Linked DNA regions of Gossypium hirsutum: region 2 is linked to region 1. The links are chromatin contacts, called in public Hi-C maps. All regions are on one chromosome and are shown on one strand. Each heading gives the region's core, a stretch centred on a gene start, on an enhancer-like site or on the middle of the called end of the contact. The rest is flanking DNA. Distances are from core to core; before and after follow the strand shown. Region 1 holds the start of LOC107952189 (tubulin--tyrosine ligase-like protein 12). Region 2 holds the start of LOC107951076 (serine/threonine-protein kinase RIPK).

Region 1 (5,922 bases), core at 2,502-5,001:
TTAAGGGCAGAAAATATTTAACCAAGGAAAGACCTCTAAAGGAAACTCATCCTGTAAATGGCGTGAGCATCTCATTGAGAAAACAGAAAGTACATTACCCAGAAGACATCTGCAAGGAAGATTTCCAGAGGATTTATACTGCGAACCAGTACAATATAACGAAGATCAAACTTTTTTCCTTGAAACAAAGCAGGATGCTCAATGTACTTCTGGCATATTTTTGGACCAGTTTCCATGAGACGGATAATAGCAGATAAATTATCAGTAACAGTTGTATCAATAGTTCGTGCCATGTTCCAAGGTTTCAAGATCCATAGATTGTTTAGCCCATCTCTCTTGCGCAGACAATAGTCACCAATAAGTTGAGATAGATGTGTTTCAAGATTATAAGTAGGTTGCAACCATCCAGGAGATCCTTGTGCCTATTACAAAGAAAGAAGAGACAAGTTAGAGTTAGTTGACCTCAGTTAAGAGAAGAGTTTAATCTTTGTATCAAGTTTTAGAATATCAGAAGAAATACAATTGTCGTGGAAAAATATAAGTATGCAATTTAGTATCATAATTAATAAAAAAAGAATTGATTCTTGAAAACAGGGTCCTGTTGCGACCATTAAAATGTGAAATAAGTTAGCAATTTCAACCTTTTGTATGGTATCTGCCAAATGATGTTTCATCACGAGACAAGCCTCAAAAGGAAATTGATTTATGTATTGTTGATCTGTTATTCCCACAGCCTTTTTCACCTCTTCATCTATCTGCATACTTGTCCATATGATATCAGCATCCTTTGGCTCATTTGCTGCAAGCATAACGAGAATTCATAACCTCACGATATTCAACACAAAACAGATTTATGATTTGTTGCATAAAAATGAACATTTGCAAAATTAGCCCTGCACGGACAATAGCACATACTGATAACAAATTCTGGCCGTGTCAAAAATTCTTCAATTTGAGGTATGTCAGTGTAAACACATAATGCACTCCCATCACTGCGATGTACAACAGTAGTTGCAGAAGATTTTATAGACAGAGAAGGTAAACGTTTTGATTGCAATTTATTTAAATGCTTCTCATATTCCTGCATGAAGTGAAGTGAATTATTAAGAAACCAAGAAGCAGAGTAGCAGACCACAGTTTAAATGGAAACAGACATAAATCCAACAATGGGATAAAATACTTGAATAAAATATTTCTGTGGCGTGTAGAACCAAGCTGTAAGTCTGGCAGAACGCTGCTTGTCCTCCCCAATGCCAAATAGATAATCACGAGTGCACTCATCACCTCTCTTAACATTCTGAGTTGGCCAAAATATTGAAAAGCTGAGAAAGAAAGTTAACACGTGTCATGAATCTGCATGAATGGACCTCAAAATACCTTTATTGCAAGAGCAGAAAAATTGTACTACACAAATGGATGAATCAATATGCAGTGACATGCAGCTCCGAATTTGCAAAAATTTGTACAACACCATATAACTACAAAACTGCTGAACAGAGTAATAAAGACCTCACTGCTGATGCCAGTTTCCCCTCTGGCATGAAGAGAAAAGGAGCCACCCTGAAATTTGGTTCATCACTATGCCGCAAAGCTGAACCCAGTTCATCCATAACATACCTGCGAAGGAATATAAAACTTAAATATTTTCATGATAATCAAATATAATTAATTTATAAAGCATCTTAGAAACGATGACCCCTTAGCATGTAATATGTCATTATCATTTCATCCAGTGACAGTAGGTAAGCCAAAAATCCATAATGACACCCCCAAATTTCCAATTGTAAGCAAACCCTTGTGGTTTTTAATGTTTAAACCTTGCCTAGATACTGATCCTTGCTTCCAAGAAATTCAACAAATGATCAAACATGGTCTAAGATACAAAAGATCAATGTAAGAGACATACCATACAGGATTTTCATCAAGCTTTTCCTCATCTGCGAGTCTATAAGTCATTAAATATAACCACATTGCATTAAGAACACGATCAGCAAGAGGTTCTTCAGCAGTCCATTCAGGCAGACGTAGCTGAAGCATTGAATCAACAATATGCTTTTCAGATTCTAAGATTTTGGATGCATCAACACCATTCAATGAGGAAAGAGTGGGAAGTGATTCAAGAATTTCCACAGCACTATCTCCGAGTGGGCCAGGTATATCCACCTGCAAGATCAATTATTTTAAGATGAAATATGACCTTCCAATTGTCTCAAACCTATTGTAGCACCATGTGTTCTCATTAAAATACAAAAGCAATGTTTTCCAACAAACATACCTCCAAAGATTGTAAGCAATAAAAGGCCTTCAAGAGTCCAAACAAATCACTGACTGAATTTTCTTCAATCAGATTGCCTCGAATGTTCAAATATGAAAGATTTGGCATCTCAAAAGGCGAGAACGCCTGAAAAAGAGAAAGCAGAATCATCTTGCATCTTGTTTCCATGTTATGATTAATTTTGTAAAAGGAGGGAAAATGCGTGTTAGACCTTATTGATCAGATTATGGATGCCTCTATTCGAAAGGTCAAGTGAGGTCACACTTTGCAAAGGAAGGTTTCCCTGATGACTACTTGCAGGATTATCCTTCCCATACACATCAGCACAAAATCCCAATGCCCACACACCAAAATTATGGGTAAATCGAGAGTTATAGATTTCGAGTTTGGGACATCCTTGAAGAATTGTATCTTCCATGCCACAGTCACTATACACAAAAACAGATACTCATTTAACAGAAACCGAAAGTAACTTTAAATACTTTCTTCTTCAAGAATGAACAAGACAAAACCTTTTTTCAAGAACTGGATTATTGTTCAACCAAAGAGCCTTTAAGTTCTTAAATTTAGTAACTTCCTCGACAAGTTTCTCCTGGTTTTCCAGCTTGTTCCCGCACAAGCTAAGAGCCAATAAATCCTGCGACCAAAACAGAACAGTTCATATGTTAAAGTGACCTGGAATAAGGTAAAGTATGATAGAATGATGGTTGACTAACCGGAAATTTAGTGGATAAGTTGAGAGAAAGGAAGGTGGCGTCGTCAAGTCCAAGCTCCTCGAGCTCCAACCATCTCACAAATCCATCTCCGGTCTCTTTCGCGTTTCGAATTTCGCTCTCCAAAACTTCCTCGGCGGTCATTTTCCCGCCACTTTCAGCGGCCTGTTCTGAACCGCCGTCGTCTTCGACGTCCACGCACATTAGAGCAGCCATCCGCTGCACCAACCCCGGAACCTCCTGCAACTGCAATCAATCACAGAACATATCAGTTTTCACTAAAAAAGAACTTCAAATGAATTCTGATTATTTAAAAAAGAAAAAAAAAATCGAACCAGTTTGTAGGCGTCCGGGAGACGAAATGTCCAGGCATGGTCGACGAGGAAAACATTGGAGTCTTTAGCCATGGTTTCGGAGGTTAACAATAACCGTCTCTGACGGCCTTCCTCGCAGGGTTCAATCTGGAAGTGAGCTCCGCCATCAAAAGTTTCCGATGTTAGCTTCTGGAAGAGTTTAAAATGAAGTGATTGGGGCAGCCCCGATGCTGCTAAAAGCAGATCATGGACTTTCACGAAGTCCTCGTAAGTTTCGATTCTACTGCCATTACTTGCATTTGTGGCCGACATTAGTGTTGGATGACAGCAACTATGGTGGAGAGCGAGGATTTAGCCTTTAAGATGAAGGGTTTTTGCAGTTGAACCGAGTTACTTCAAGGTTTTAAAGGTCGACGATAGACCAAAACAATGGTCTGGTAATCTTTCTGTATGCAAGAGTATCAAGAAGCCCAACTAAACTTAACATTGGGCCAACTAATTTAGTCCATAAATTAGACATTTTTATCCTTTATACTTTTCAATTTTTAAAATCTTAATCTTAACCTAAACTGTATAAATTTATTAGGTTAATATGTATAATATTATATTAACTTATTATTTCCACTTAATACTTAAAAACAACACAATTTAACTACTATCGTTTAGGTCAAAATTAAATTTTCAAAAGTCAAAATATGCATAAATTAAAATTGGCCAAATTAAAATGCAACTATTAATCTATAATTTACACATAATACAAATATTCATAATAGAATTTGACCTAACTAATCTATATATAAAATGAATGATATAGGGTTTCTTTTGTTGACACCCTTTGTTTTCTCTCTCTCTCACATTATATAAAAGTGATCAAATTTTAATTTTAGTCAATGTTTTTTTTTAAATCATATCAATGGTTGAATCGGTCTGGCTATTGATTTATTAGGCTGATTAAAATTAATTCAAAATTCAAAATTATAAAAAAAATTCAAAAATCTTGGTTTAATCAATCGCCGATTCAATTAGTTTTTTAGCCGGATCAATCAATTCGTACTGATTCCCAGCCTAACTGATTCAAATCCACTTTTTGAACCAGTCTTTGATTCTTAATTCGGTCTAGTTCAAGCAACATTGGTTTTAATCTCTTACCATGCCTAAATTTAAGATTTAACATTTATCCTTTAATGTCTAACATAATTTGGTTTTTATATTTTATTATATTATTTAGGGTAAATTTTTTAATTGGTCATCCAACTTTTTGAGTACTTTCATTTTAGTCACTCAAATAAAAATATTTACAATTTAAACATTGTCATTAGAGAAAATTTTCATTTCAGTAACTCACCTGTTAACCCCTAACTGACTCTGCACCCCACGTTAGCATTTTGACCAAATTTTTACCCTCACTACTGTTTACCACCTTATTTCCCTCCATGCCACCCCCTGCTTCCACCATTCTTCTTCTTCCTTTGCTCACTGCTTCTAGCCACCGCGCCATTCTGCTTCCATCAAGTCTCCTCCATTAAAATCTGATTGAAATGCTCTGCTACTACAGAAATCCATTGTAGCATTTCAATCAAGCTTGTAAACCATAAATAATGCTTTTACCTGGACCACTTTGCACATGAGAAAGGAGATACGAACTGCCTTTAGAAATCTGGCTAAAATGTTGGGTTCCGACGTAATTGTTTTACAGGCTCTTTATTTGAGATAAAGACCCGCTTTTCCAAGGAAAAAATGAAATCGATATAATTAGGAAAACATTAACATGATCCTTGACTTGAGAAGCAGAATTTTTTGTGATACTAGAAGGTTAATAATACCTAACTCATCAGAATACAAGGAATCTTTACTCTGAAGATGATCGTCAGTATCATGGATGCATTCATGAGTCACTGAAATTGCACAAGCAAGCTCATCATCTTCGAAGCCCCATGCTAGATGAAGCATGTATTAAAAAAAAAAAAAAACCTAAGAAGTCAAGAAGAACCACATCGTTAGCCCGAGTGCGTACATAGGAATCTTGAGAAGTTGCTGGTTGTCCTGGCGAATCCATGGTGGCAGGTCTCACTTCTGAATGCAGAGGAGGCTCATTTCCACAGTTAGAGCCTATAGAACTAAACTGAGAAGAAAAAGCAGCTGTCGAATCCATACCGAACATAAAGAGAAAGACCAAACAAAACAAGCAAATGGATGTAAATAAAAGTAGTTGAGGAGGAAGCAAACAAATGCACCTTAAATGATACGAATGGAGGATAATGGCATACATGTTCACTTCCAATTCGAGAAGCTATGCAAGGTGATTGAAATGACTCCTGTACTCTGGGTCAATCAATAATGAAGGACTAAATCTTCCAATAGCAGAAGCAATTCCACCTGTTTGAAATCCATTAAACATTAAAAAGAACACAAACAAAGAAATATACCTTAAATCCTTCATTTATAAAATCAATTACAAATGTAATTAATTAAAAATAATAATACGAAGATAGTGTCATACATGATTATTTCCTGGTGATTGAAATTGGAGAACAAATCATCCTATACTCGGGGTCAAATAATAATGAAGTCACAAATATTTTTATAACCATTCTAGCATTTCAATCAGATTTTTATGGGG
Region 2 (5,876 bases), core at 876-3,375, 170 kb before region 1:
CAACGCAATCTGTAATTAATCCTATTTACAGTGTGATCTATATACCCTATGCTCCCCTTGCTGTATGATGCAAGGGAGAATTCAACTTACTTTCAAGGTTGTCGTTTTTGGAGTGAATGGGAGACATTTTTGGTGACCTGTTTTGATGCCCATGGCCGTGATGATGAGGTTTGTGGTTTCTTTGATGATGCCCATTCTCTTTCATTTTAGATTCACATTCCTTCTCCTCCTCCTTTGGTGAACCACTTTGGTTTGGAACCGTATAAACGAAGGAACCAATTGGGATGTCTTCATAATCCTGAAGGGGCTCCAAAATCCCCACCACATCACACATTTTTGGTCTTTGCTTTGGGCGTTGGCTAAGGCATTGATAAGCCAATGCAGCTGCCTTTCGTGCCCCCATTTCCGAGTATTGGCCTTCCAGTCTAGGATCCATTATCCGCCCAAGTTTCCTGGCATCATTCAATATTGGCCTCGCCCACTCTACCAAGTTCTGCTCTCTTGGGCTACGTTTCTTGTCTAAAGATCTTCTCCCTGTTAAAAGCTCCAAAAGTACCACTCCAAAGCTATACACATCACTCATAGCCGTCAAGTGACCTGTCATGACGTATTCAGGAGCAGCGTAGCCTTCTGTCCCCATCACCCTGGTGGATACATGCGTGTCATCCCCTTCCGGACCACCTTTTGCGAGACCAAAATCTGAAAGTTTGGCTGTGTAATCCTGTAAAAAAGATTATACAGAATCAATGTTGGAGTTCTAAAGCGAAAAAAGTTTTGTGCGGTAGGTAAAAAATTAAGAACATGATGAAAAAAGCATTACTTACAGAATCTAACAAGATATTTGACGCTTTGAAATCTCGGTAAATTACTGATTTTTCTGCTTCATGGAGATAGGCAAGACCCTTGGCAGCTCCAAGAGCAATTTTCATCCTCGTCGCCCATGGAAGAGAAACCGAGTACCCTGCACCATGGGAGATTGACATTTCACATTAATTCCTTTATTGTTTATATATGAACTGAAACAAATGGTAATTTACAGACACAACATACTTCGAAATAGCTGGTTCTCCAAGCTGCCTCTTGGCATATATTCATAAACCAGCAGTCTATGTTCTTCTTCGCAGCAATATCCGATCAACTTCACAAGATGTGGATGCCTCAATTGTGCAAGAAAGATCACTTCAGTCTGCTCCATAATGAAAAATTTATTCAATAATCAGTAAACAGCAACAATTAACGTCCAATAAAGTAAGCAATTAATATATACTGACCAACCACTCTCTATGTCCTTGCAGGCCTTCTAAATCCAGGAGCTTAACAGCCACCGACTGAGCTTTCAATCCAGGCCTAATCTTGTCATCAATGAACCCTTTATGAACTGGTCCAAACCCACCTTCACCCAGAAAGTTAACCGATGAAAAGCTCTGTGTTATCAGTCTTAGCTCCGCAAGCGTAAAAACATGAAGATTCGAACCGGCAAGCGAGGTAGACAGATCCTCCGACAACATTGAGCTTGGATAACTTAAGTCTAACATTGCAAACCTGGTAAATGAACCTTGTTTCGAAACATCCTTCTTAGGCTTGCCTTCTGGTTTTACAACACCCTTGGAACAGCTAGGGATGATGGATCTCCATGTAATTTTCATCACTGTCATTCTCTTTTCCCAGAATCTGCAAATGTGTTGCACAACTCTCACAGCTTCATTCTATACAAACAAAAGTATATTCTTCCAAGTTCCACCGTTCTTTGTATTTTCTATATATGTACAAGAGTTTGACATTAGGGTGTGTATATATATATACACATCATTGGATGAATTGGGTGAACTGAGTCCGTAAGTCCACAAAAGTTGGTTCAATACAAAACGACGCGGCTGCCCTCTTTGACTTTCCATGAAAATTAGAAGTTTGTTTTTTGGCATTTGGAATGTTCCGTATGAAAGCACAGAAACAGTCGACGATTCAAAGAAATCGAAAAACGCTTGTTGTACTATTCTTTTTTCCAGAATTCACTCCTCGTATGGAAACAATACTAAAAAATCCAAAATGGATTTCTAAAGTGTGGGTTTATAATTATTTTATGAAAGAGATAGAGACAAAAAAAGAAAAAGAAAAAAAGGGAAATTAGGTATTAATCCTTCAGAGAGAATACCATACCAGCTGTTACACACTAAAATCCGCAGTCAGAGGAACGTTTTTTCATTTTTTATCAACTCTCAACTTCTGGGTTTGTTTAGACTTCGTAAAACAAAGAGGTTGGCATAGTTGCAATAACCATATTTTCTAGAAGATTTGCTTGAATAAAATAAAATTACAAATATCTTCACTAGTTTGATATTTAATCCTCATCAAGAATTTATTCACTCTACTCTATTAATTTAATAATTGACATCTTAATTGATAATAAAATATTGTTTACGTGACTAAAATTACATGTGTAGAAGGTCATATAAGCAAATAAAAATATTAAATTTAAAGTGTAAAATTTTCGATTCTAAATCTCGAGTTGTTTCAATTGGAAGTTAATATATATATATATATTTGTTAATACGCAAATTTGAATTTGCCACCTAAAATCAAATATTTTAATTTTAACAAATATTACATAATTTAATTGAACGAGAATTCTTTGAAACAAAAGAATAGAGGGATTAAAGTAGGGCGACTAACCTAGAAATATATAATGAATACAAGGAGTGAGAACACAAATAAAGTATACATATCTTTGTTTAAGATGGTGCACAGGACATGATGAAAGTATTTTGTCTGCATGACGATTGAAGTACAAGGGGATCATCGTTCATCACAACCGCGTGATCGAAAGACTTTTCCTCATTTTTTCCGGAGGGTTTGATTGTCATGATTTTTGCTTTGAATTGAGCTTTGGATTTATATCACGTGCATCCAGAAAGCGTGTGGGTTGCTTATAATCATCGTTGAATCCTCTTCTTTCTTATCCAGTGCCAATGGCTTGAGGAATATCATCATTGATTTTAATGGGTAACTTGAATTACCCAATTCGATATATATATTTTTTCATTAAGTTGGAATAAAAATTATCATTAATCATAATTAATTATTATAATAGAACTCATAAATAAAGTTTTTCCAGATCAAATTATAAAATATTTGTAAAAAGTTATAATTAATTTCTAGGGTTTCAAATTATTGTTCAGAATGAAACCTCTTAATATCACGTTTGGTTTTGGGATTTAAAAACTTGGAAGTGGCATTGTCAACCTCACCTCTCACTGCATTATTATTCGTAAAAAGATTGTGAGTTCAAATTCGTGACCGCATTGCAATATAAAACCAAGTATTTAGTACACACAATTATGCATTTGTTTAAAGAAAAGGACTATCCAGTCGATTGAAATATGGAGTGATAAAAATATATAATATCAACTCTTCAGGCGTTCATCAACCAAAATGCTCCCACATATGTGCTTGTGTTTAGCTGGGTACCAAAAATAGTGGAAGGGTGAAAACCTGAAAAAAAAAAAAATTTTAAGTATATTTTGTTGACAAGAAAAGTGAGGAAATAAAATAGAAGAGATGAATCATTTTCTATCTTAATGCATAAAAATTAATTATTTTAAATTGAAATCATGAGAGGAGAGAAAATAATAAAGATGTGTATATTAGTTCAAAATTATATATTTTTAAATTGTTTTATTTTCTTTCTTTTAATTTTTTAACTCTACCAAGTAATAGATGTAAAGAAAATTATTTTTTTTTCATTTTTCCATCTTTCCTACTAAGCACACCTATGGAAAAATTTATGTTTTTCATACTTCTAGTTTTCTACCCCTCCAATTTTTCACCCTTCCAATTTTCTCTCGACTCTACCAAGCAAAGCCTAAACGTCGTGGCTTTCGTCCACCAACTACTCCTCGTATGGTCTTTCTCACGTTGCCCATAACCTTATACACTAGTCTATATAGTAAGATTGTTGTTTGCTAAGGCCCACTTGCAGTATCCCTAAGATCCATCATCTATAAAAGGGATCATCCTCCCACAAGGGTGGCAAAACAACCTTTTTCTCTCCAATTTATAATCTACTTTACAGTTCTCGACACCATACTCATGGTTCAACCATCAACCTCCAACCTTATATTAATAATTGACCCCATTTGTGAGAAATGACGTGAAAAATCATATCTTCACCTAACAAAAATCGCCACCCAACAAAGTAAGAAAACCAGAAAACATTACACATTAACACCATGCCAATCCTTTTCCTATTGGTCACAACCAATACAGCGTCTGTTGCAATCATACATATGTTGCATTTGGTGCCCTAAGTGTAGTATATTTGTTTATACACTTGTAATTTTTTCAAACAGATTGGTTAATAAAATTATTCATGAATTACATTAATACCCTTTGTCTATTGTCCTCACATATTTTTTTGCATGTAAAGAAAAATAAAAACTCACTGGTTATCTAATATTTAATTAATACTAAGTGGTATTACGTGGTTAGATCGTAATACGAAAAGACGACTCATATTAGTAGACGAACCTAAACATGTCTTTAGTCTAAATGAAAATAAGCAAACTGATTGAAAGACTAATATGTTGTCTATTAAGTCCAATTGGAAAGATGTTTTGTCTTGGGCATCAAAGCAGATGACTCCTAGAAGATAGGGGTATAGATGTAACTGACTGGAATGACAGTACATTAGACTAAACCCAAGGAGAATAGATTATGAATTTGTTTATGGAGTTATTCACTTGTGAAGTTCATAGTGTGACATACCTTAATCCTAAGTGGATGACGGATTATATATGTGTGACTCGTATACTTTGATGTAAGTAAAAGCTTGAGTTCAAATAGATAAGGAATCGATAGTTGATGCATCATTCACAACAGTGGAATTTATAGCTATCCTCTCGTTAGTATTACATGATAGATGAAAAGTAAAAGTGGCAACGAGTTGTTCGTCTTTGTGATGAATGAATTAATTACTATTTGATAGTAATTGACTTTCAATGAAGGAAGATGTAATGGTTACCATAAGATAAAAAAGGATCATATTGAGAGAGCGGATTTATCCCAGTGAAATTAAGGATACCCTATGAGAGTAACACACTTATGACAAGATCATTAGATGAGCACTGATTGAGTTGCTTTAGTAATGGTATGTCGTTAGAGAGAGCTTAGTCACAATACTATAGTGGAATAACTTCGTGACTACATGAGTTTATAATTAATAGGTGAAAAACTAAAACTTAATTATAAATCTTTTGAGTGCTAATTACATATATCCAATTGGTCATTCTGCTAGCTTGTTGAAACCAAAAATAAGTTGTATGTTGAATCAAATGAACATAAATGGGTAGAAATGGTAGAGTTGGAGAAATGAGAAACATTTAGAAATAAATGTGATTTTCTCACTAAATGGAAATAAGCTGGAAAATTAATTTATGGTTTTTTGAATTATTATTTAATTAATTAAATAATTAAAGTTCAAAAATGAAATTAAATTAATTAGTCATTTTGGATCCATTGAATGTAAAAATATTAAGTATATTTTATTATAGATTCTTTTACAGTAAAATTACCATAATTTTAAAGAAATGAATCGAGTTGATAAAATTATTTAATTGGAAGTTATTTAAACTAATTTATGATGTTTATTTTGAAAAATAGAAAAACATGTATCAAGTTAGATTGAATTAAAAAGTGTTGGGTTAAAAGTCTAGGACGCATTTATAATTGGACACGATACGAGAGATGCCTCATATTAATACATGGGACGACAAACCGTAGTATATATAACTAGGGTTGTTGCCCCTCTCTCTCCTAGTTTAATTAGGATTTTTTTTTCTATTGAAATAGACTTTTACTAATTCAACAAGGGTTTCACTTCT

What was found. A called contact is a pair of places that touch in the nucleus more often than the background predicts.
Region 2: a contact with region 1 is called in a Hi-C map of leaf, with 2.9 times the contacts expected there. The contact joins the promoter of LOC107951076 here to the promoter of LOC107952189 in region 1. A contact is called at or near these places in 12 of 34 Hi-C or Micro-C datasets (anther, callus, fibers and 4 more).

Annotation. Positions count from the first base shown.
Region 1 is chrA06:20,392,800-20,398,721 of Gossypium_hirsutum_v2.1, reverse strand. It overlaps LOC107952189 (tubulin--tyrosine ligase-like protein 12), which reads right to left and starts at 3,751. Exons shown (of 15, transcript XM_041115301.1): 1 at 3,324-3,751; 2 at 2,992-3,234; 3 at 2,788-2,912; 4 at 2,487-2,703; 5 at 2,276-2,401; 6 at 1,907-2,163; 7 at 1,510-1,617; 8 at 1,181-1,322; 9 at 916-1,081; 10 at 642-799; 11 at 99-422. The coding sequence starts at 3,614.
Region 2 is chrA06:20,560,221-20,566,096 of Gossypium_hirsutum_v2.1, reverse strand. LOC107951076 (serine/threonine-protein kinase RIPK) reads right to left here and starts at 2,125. Exons shown (of 4, transcript XM_016885981.2): 1 at 1,272-2,125; 2 at 1,051-1,186; 3 at 825-961; 4 at 1-721. The coding sequence starts at 1,655. The coding sequence ends at 47.